2 separate regions of the Mus musculus genome follow, and region 1 is linked to region 2. The links are chromatin contacts, called in public promoter capture Hi-C maps. All regions are on one chromosome and are shown on one strand. The core of a region is the stretch at or near the end of the contact, and the rest is flanking DNA. Distances in the headings are between cores, read along the strand shown.

Region 1 (3,731 bases), core at 951-3,450, 4.6 Mb before region 2:
CATCAAAAGAAACTCACAAATTATTAGTGAACGCCACGAATGCCAAGTTTATTAAAAAAAAAATAAAGAAAGTCAAATCAAAACTAAGCTGTGGGGGCTGGAGAGACAGTTCCATGGTTAAGGTCTTCCAGAAGACCAGGGTTTGAGTCCCACCACCCACATGGCAGCTAACTCCAATGCCAGGGAATGTAATGCCCTCTTCTGGCATCCGAGGGCACTGCATGGATGTGGTACCCAAACATACAGGCAATCAAAACACCCATAAACATATGAGATATTTTTTTCAAAAACTAAGCTGTGTTTATTGACAACATTCTGGTGCTCACAGGAGAAGAAAAGGTAAACAATCAAGGCCAAAACCAAAATAAAGAAAAACAATACCAACAGAACTCAGCCATATGAGGATGGGCCAGAGCACAGAAAACACAAGGCTGTGTGTTCATTAGTAATAACAAAAGTCAGCTTGCTTAGCAAAACTTAAAAGTCTTACCTATGATTTCACAGAAGAGTGCTCCCTCCCACCCCCCCTTTTTTTCCCCAAGAAAATGGTTTTTATAATAAACCAAACACATGAAACCCTCACTAGATCCTTTGTAATTCTCACCAGGGTATAAATGGCCCAACAATACAGATAGAAGTGTGATCCTGAAGGAAAGAGGTACAGAGTGAGCACAGAACCCTTAGTGCATTCCTGTGCCAGTCACTGTCAAGAATTCAACAAGCATTTCTTGTGCAACAGGAGCTGTTCTCTAGTTGAACACACAACTCAGAGGATTTGAAGTACGTGACCTTGAACAGAATATATACACTGCTGACGTATGTTGTGGGGAAATCAACACAAAGGGGCGGGGCGGCTGGTAAAAACCAACTCCATATTGACATGTAAGAGATGGATACTGATGACACTTAATAGTTAACAGTGAACAGCGTGTATGTATGAACAGCTATCCCAATTTTGCTAAAATCACATCCAAACGTATACTTTCCTCTGCCCTGATCTGATGACAGTATTAGTGTATGAATCAAAACTATCTGGTAACTGTCATGATGGAATGGGATGGAATGGAACTACAATGTGGACTGAATCCCAATTCATGGGCTCATTTCTAATCAGGTACTAACTTTCAGACGTGGGAAAATTTACTGATAGACTTAACTGATAATACACTTAAGTAGGAAGTAGGTTACTGGTTTTGTGAGGGAAAGCAAAAGGGTTACTTCAAGTATTGACTTAGAGGGTTATTGAAGTCAAATTAATGGTTAGCTCAGCTTCTGAGGTAGTTTCACAAACTAAGTCCACAAATTTCTTGAAATGCGATTCTGCCCATCGACCCCGAAGTTTTAAGTTCAGCGTACATTTTTCTCACTATTACATTCCCATAACAAGATCTGAATACTCTTGACAAATAGATCTGAATCCTCATTCATGGCGGGTAGGAGTTTGAATGAACGAACGAATGAATGAACGAACGAACCAATGAATGAAAGCAAGTATTAAAAAAAAATGCCTGCAGACATAAGACCTACTGAAGGCAAACAAAGGATTCCAGATCATTGTTCTAACCACGGAAAGAAAACATTTAAGAACGTCATCCCCTGAAACTCATATAGAGGATCCTCCATGCTCTGTAGCTCCAAAAAGAAGGAGCAACGAGGGTGCGGGGGTCGAAAGGAACTAGCAGGTTCGAAAGCCAGTAACTTCAACTGGAAAGCAGAATACAAAATATAAAATGAGGGAAAAAAGCGAAGACAGAGAAGCCCCCGGAAGTAAAATCAACAATCGGGAAAGGAAAGCAACAGCGTAGAAGCGGCCACCGAACGCTCCCACGGCTCAAAGCTGCGAGTCCACGGCCCGCAGGAGGCCCCCGCGAAGCGGGACAGCCACGACCCCGGAACGCAAACCCCCAGCCTGAGGCACCGCGGGGGCGAGTTCCCGGGAACGCCTCCCCGCCCTTCTCAGGCAACCCCGCCCACTGGGCCCGCCCCGTCCCGCCGGCTACTCACCGGATTCGCTTCCCACATAACGGTGCGAAATCGAGCGGAGAGAGCCTGGGGGAGGGGCTAGCCGTGGGGTCGATATGGTGGGCTTTTTCCGAGGGTCCCCAGGAGCGAAAGGACCGAAAGGCACCCTTTACGGAAGCCTTCCTTCTCCCCCTCCCCGTCACAAGCTGGCGTCTTCGGACCATCGAACCTCCCGACTTCCGCCTGGATCCAGCCAATCAGTGGCGGTCCCGCCCACCGCAAACTCGCTCCGCCTCTATGGCGCCCTTGGAACTTCCGCGCGTGCTGTCGCGGGCCGCCTTTACCTGTGTGGTAAAGCTGTTTGAAGCCGGCCATCATACCCACCACGTGATCGTCAAGCGTGGCAGGCTGCGTTTCCTCCATGCAGAACCTACGTTTATTAAAGATCACCTTATACCGAGTTTAGTGGCCAACCAAGTACTAGGCCTGAGAAGCACAACTCGACCAATGGCTTAAAGGTTAAAGCTTCAAACCTCTTTGTTGTTTGCAACATCCTCGAATTGGAGGTGATGATAGTTCTACCTGAGGGTGTAAATGAGCTTGCTGAAATCAGGTGCTTAGGTGTTTGCAATCTAGAAAATAATAAATAAATAAAGGGAGCTATTGGCCACGTGTCACTGGGCTTGGACGTGAACACTGACCAATATGTTGTCCCTGTCCTCGTGGATTTTAGAATCGACAGAAGAAAGCAAAAAGTAATTTGGAAACGCAAGAATGTAAAAACGTGAAATTTTAGACAGCATGGCAAATATGGAGGTTTCCAAGCAGGTTTACCTGAGTGCCTTGAATGCTAAGGCCTCAAATAGGTTCTTACACCGGTCACAAAAGAGGTACGATGGAAGAATATTCTTAAAGGCAAAGAAGTAGTGTGAGACTATAGGTGTATTTTTAAAAATAGGTCAAAGAATGACCACAGATTCAGAACCTGATTGTTTTTTACATTTTAATATATTTTTCCATTCCCATGTGTATGAATCTATTTCTTCAGACTATAGCATTCCATAGTTTACATGTTACACACATATCTTAAATAATCTACTGTGAGAGACACAAGTTACTATGTAACAAAAATTACTATAATCACTATTTTTGTTCAGACATTCATTAACCTCTTTGGAACGAATTCTTAGAAATGATACTGTTCAATAAGAAATTCTAAAAATTGTTGCCAAATGGTTAACCAGTTGCCCAAATACTTATTGCATAGCATAATTATTTTTTCTTACTACTTTGAAGTACATTTGCTAAATTTGCATGCATATGCATATATACATATATTCCTGAATATTCTTATCTGCTAATCCTCTGCTTATTCCTATGCTTTGCCATGCTATTATAATGTATAGATTCCTAATGTACTTGCTCTTTGATAAGAAATATCTCCTAATTTTCTTTTTCAGTTTTTTTCAAAATAATGAGTTCTCATCCAGAACACACTTCTTCCTGTATTTCAGGCCATGTGTCGGGAGTCGGGCTGGGCTGGGTATATGAACCCAGAACCTCACACATGCTAAACACCTCTTCCACCACTGAGTTATGCCCCTCCTGCCTAGGTCTCTGATATCTTTAAGTACATTAAAGCTATTTTTACAACAACCTTTATGTGTTTGATTTGGCTATTTTATAGGTTTTTTTTTTTCCAAGTGAAACAGTTTTCATTGCTCTAATTTAGGAAAGCTGTTGACTTTTGTAAACTTACCGTGTCATAT
Region 2 (3,625 bases), core at 272-2,771:
TCTTCCTCCATTCAGCTGATTTTTCCAGCGAATGGCAGGACACATGAGGGGACTAAGGCAGATTTGGTATCTAGGAAGACTCCAGCCCACCAAGGTGCATTGCCCTGACAGTTCCTTCTCATTCCAGGACATGTGCATTCGCATTTCCCTTTGGATTTTACACAGAGAGGCAGATATCCAGCCTGAAGTAGGGTTGTCAAAAGGGGCCTCCCTCCTGGTATCCAAGACAGAGTGGGCGGGGACCTGTCGCCAGTCAGGCAAGCAGTCATTGTAATAGACTGGAAAGAAGACGTCTGTTGAATATTAAACTGACTTAGGCATGCCCTGGACGATACAATACAATCCATAAAATGCCCCCACGACTGCAGGTCATTTACTGCAGGTCCAGTCACCAGAGGACAAGACCCAAAGATGGACAGTGCTGTGGGATTCTGACTGTGCTGTGTCCTGAGTTACTAACACCATGGCGTCCTGAAAACGCACCTGTTGTCTGTTCTCAGTCCAAAGCATCAACTTCTCTAGGGGCTGCAAATGACCCAACCCTTTGGACTCCAAAATCTTAAAAGGCCATTTCTCAGAGTCTCTGAAGCAACATGTGGGTTCCAGTGCAAAAGTTCCATCGGAAGACATTTCCCAGGGGTCTTTCTTCTTCCCTTCGAATGAACCCTAAGCTCCACCATTTCCGCTCCCCACACCTCCTGGTGTCTAAAGACTACAGAACGGAAAGCACTAACCTGTCTCCAAGGCTCCCCCCGCCGCTGGAGGAAACCACCTGGTACAGAAGTTTGAGGTTGCAGGGATTCCCCTCTTCAGAGGCAGGTGACAGGTGGCATCCTCAGTGACTCTTCCAGTGCCTGGCGGAGCCTCCCAGGCTGGAGCAGGGAACTGAGTCCCCTGAGGAAGAGGAGTCGAAGGAGGAGGAGGGGGAGAGGGAGGACCTACCTGGGGAAGATGGCACACCCCCCACCCCCTGCCTGCTACCCTAGGGAGGAGGGGAGGAGCCTCTCCCAGCCAGGAGTTGTCTCCTCCCCTTTGGGGGAATCCCCCTCCCCCCCCAAACTGGATCTTTCAGGGGCTGAGGGCTCTTTCTGTCAGTTGGAGATCTGAGTGGAGGGGCTCTGCCCCGGTCCACTGTCTAGGTGCACGGAAGTTGAGGGGCGAGGTCTTCTACTCTCCAGCAAACTGGAACCAATTCCTGGCGGTTCCCTGGAGGGTCCTGGCTTGTGCGTATCAGGACGCCTCTCCGCGGTGAGTCCCGGGTGGGATGCGGGGTGCCTACTCCACAGGCATGGCTCCCTTTCTCTCTGCCTCAAAAGTCCCAAACTGTCTGGAGTGCGCTGAGGCGTGAGGGAGGTCTCACTCCGGGTCCTTCAGGTCTCACTACCCTTCCCGACTTCTGGGGGTCTCCGCTGGAGCCACCGTGGGAGGGACAGCCGCGTGCCCTGCGGCGATCTCTTCTGGCTGTCCGGGGAGTAGGGAGGGTCCTCCCTCCCAAGGGAGAGGGAGCAGGTCCCGGCACAGGGTGTCCCGAGGGTGGGGTCCTCGCACTCCGGCTCCCGCCCGCCTGGCCGGCCGGCCTGGACAGCAGGGTCCCGGAGGCCGCGGTCCGGGCTCCCGTCACCCGCTGCCGGGCGGCAGCGCCTCCCGGGTCACGTCCCCCGTCCGCCGCGCTTCCCGGAGCGTGGGGCTCCCCGCGCTGCCACCTCTGAGGCTCCGACCGGTCGGGGCAGCCAGGAGCCGGCAGGCGGACGGAGCGCGTCGGGGCTCGGCTCGGGCTCGGCTCAGCTCCGCTGCAGGCCCCGGCTCCTCCCCGGCCTCGGCGCCGCGCTCCGCGCCCCTCCCCCTCCCGCCGCCGCGGCCGCCGCCTCCCGGCGCGGGTTAAGGAGGAGCGCGGAGCCCCGCAGCCCACGGGTCGCCGACCCTCCGTCCCGGGCACTGGCGATGCCAGCGTCCACGCTAAGGGCCACACACACCTCTCATTGTGCTGTGGTCTACGCCTAAGACAAGTATTCCCAGTTTTCTCAGAAACGCATTTGATGGCTCCTCTCTTTCTCTTCCAGACAGCTTATAAAGGGTTATAGGGCCGGGCGTGAAGTTAAAGTTTACTCTTATCCTGGAGGTCAGTGAAAGATTGGATCGAGGATGTATAAAAAGATAAATGAGTCTGTTATAGAGAAATGAGCATCGGGAAATGGGGTCTTGTGTTAGTTTCGGCTCTGCAAACTTGTGCAAGGCCCTAGTTTCTGGAAGCATAGCCTGTGAAGAAGGGACTATGATACTCTGGCCTGCCTACTAATATGGATGTCGCAGTCACCAAAGGAAATGATTTACGAGTTGCTTTTTAAAATGGTCTAGTACACAAAGGGTTCAAAGCATGATTATTCATTTCCCTTATAAAATGTCATTTTTTTTTACCTTTGTGCTAAAGTCAAGTGACATTTCTATAGACTATGTTATCCTGAGTGCCACAGGGAGATAGAATGGGCTCTCAGCACATCCCTCTACTTCTTACAGAATAATCTCCATCCTGGGACAGGAAATAGAACCAGGTTAGCCCATCTCTTACCTCCCCAGTCATGCTATTCCAGTACAAACTCTTAGGTATATCACCCTCTGGCTTACTTTTCTCCAATTGTGTTCTATTATAAAATGATAAGACAAAAGAAATTGTTCACTTGATATTTGAATTGCTCAAAAAGATGACAGTTTGATGACTCCCTGTAGAAAGAGATGTCATTTGTCTTCTGGCTAAATATATGCCTACTGCCATTTACTTACATTCTTGTACATATAACCACATTACACATACAACGTCTGCATTAAGGCTTCACACTCTCCGTGTGTTATCACACTTGATTCTTACTGGCAATTCCATGCAGCAGTATCAGGCCTTTAGAGTGTAACTACAGCTTGAAGATATTGTTTGTGTCTGAGTTCATGTAATTCGCACCATTATGCAATTCGTAGTGTTACTTTGTGTCAGGTGTTGAACCCAAATGGCCTTAGAGCCAGGGTCTAAACCTCTAGTACATTGTTGGCTTAAACTGGGAAAACATGTCATTCTCAAATTGCCAGTCAGTGAGCCCCCTAACAAAGCCTCTTCCCTCCCCACACTTCCAGTATCCATGTGAAAAGATTCATTTCCTCCAGCCTAGTGGCACCCACTTGTGAGTATCTTGAGTTCAAGGGCAGCTAGAGGAGGATCTTGATTTCAAGGGCAGCTAAACTATATCATGAGACCCTATCTGTAAAAAGGATAAGATGGGGCCAGGCTTACAGCCCAACTGGTAGAGGGCTTGCCTGGCAAGCATGAGGCCCTGGCCTCTATCCCTAGCACCACAAAAGCACAACCCTATACAATGGCAAGTATTTATGGTCCCAACACTGGGGAGGAGAAACCAGGAAGATCAGTAGTTCAAGGCCAGCCTACACTATGTAATGAGTTAGGGAGGGGGAGGCATTGTTATAAAATAGGTCTTATAGCCCAGGCTAGCCTCAAACTCTCTATGTAGCAAAGGATAGCTTTAAACTTCTGATCCTGGAGTGAAGCATTGGCTTGAAGTTCAGAGCACCTGTTCTTCCAGAAGACCCAGGTTCGATTTCCAACCCCAACATGCAAGCTCAC

The links. Promoter capture Hi-C pulls out the DNA fragments that hold promoters and counts their contacts.
Region 1: a contact with region 2 is called in a promoter capture Hi-C map of liver, with 4 times the contacts expected there. The contact joins the promoter of Parp11 here to the promoter of Foxj2 in region 2. A contact is called at or near these places in 1 of 39 promoter capture datasets (liver) and 1 of 9 other capture datasets (pancreatic islet).

The regions. Positions count from the first base shown.
Region 1 is chr6:127,452,096-127,455,826 of GRCm38.p6, reverse strand. Parp11 (poly (ADP-ribose) polymerase family, member 11) reads right to left here and starts at 2,200. Exons shown (of 9, transcript NM_181402.4): 1 at 2,005-2,200.
Region 2 is chr6:122,818,080-122,821,704 of GRCm38.p6, reverse strand. It overlaps Foxj2 (forkhead box J2), which reads right to left and starts at 1,521. Exons shown (of 11, transcript NM_021899.3): 1 at 735-1,521.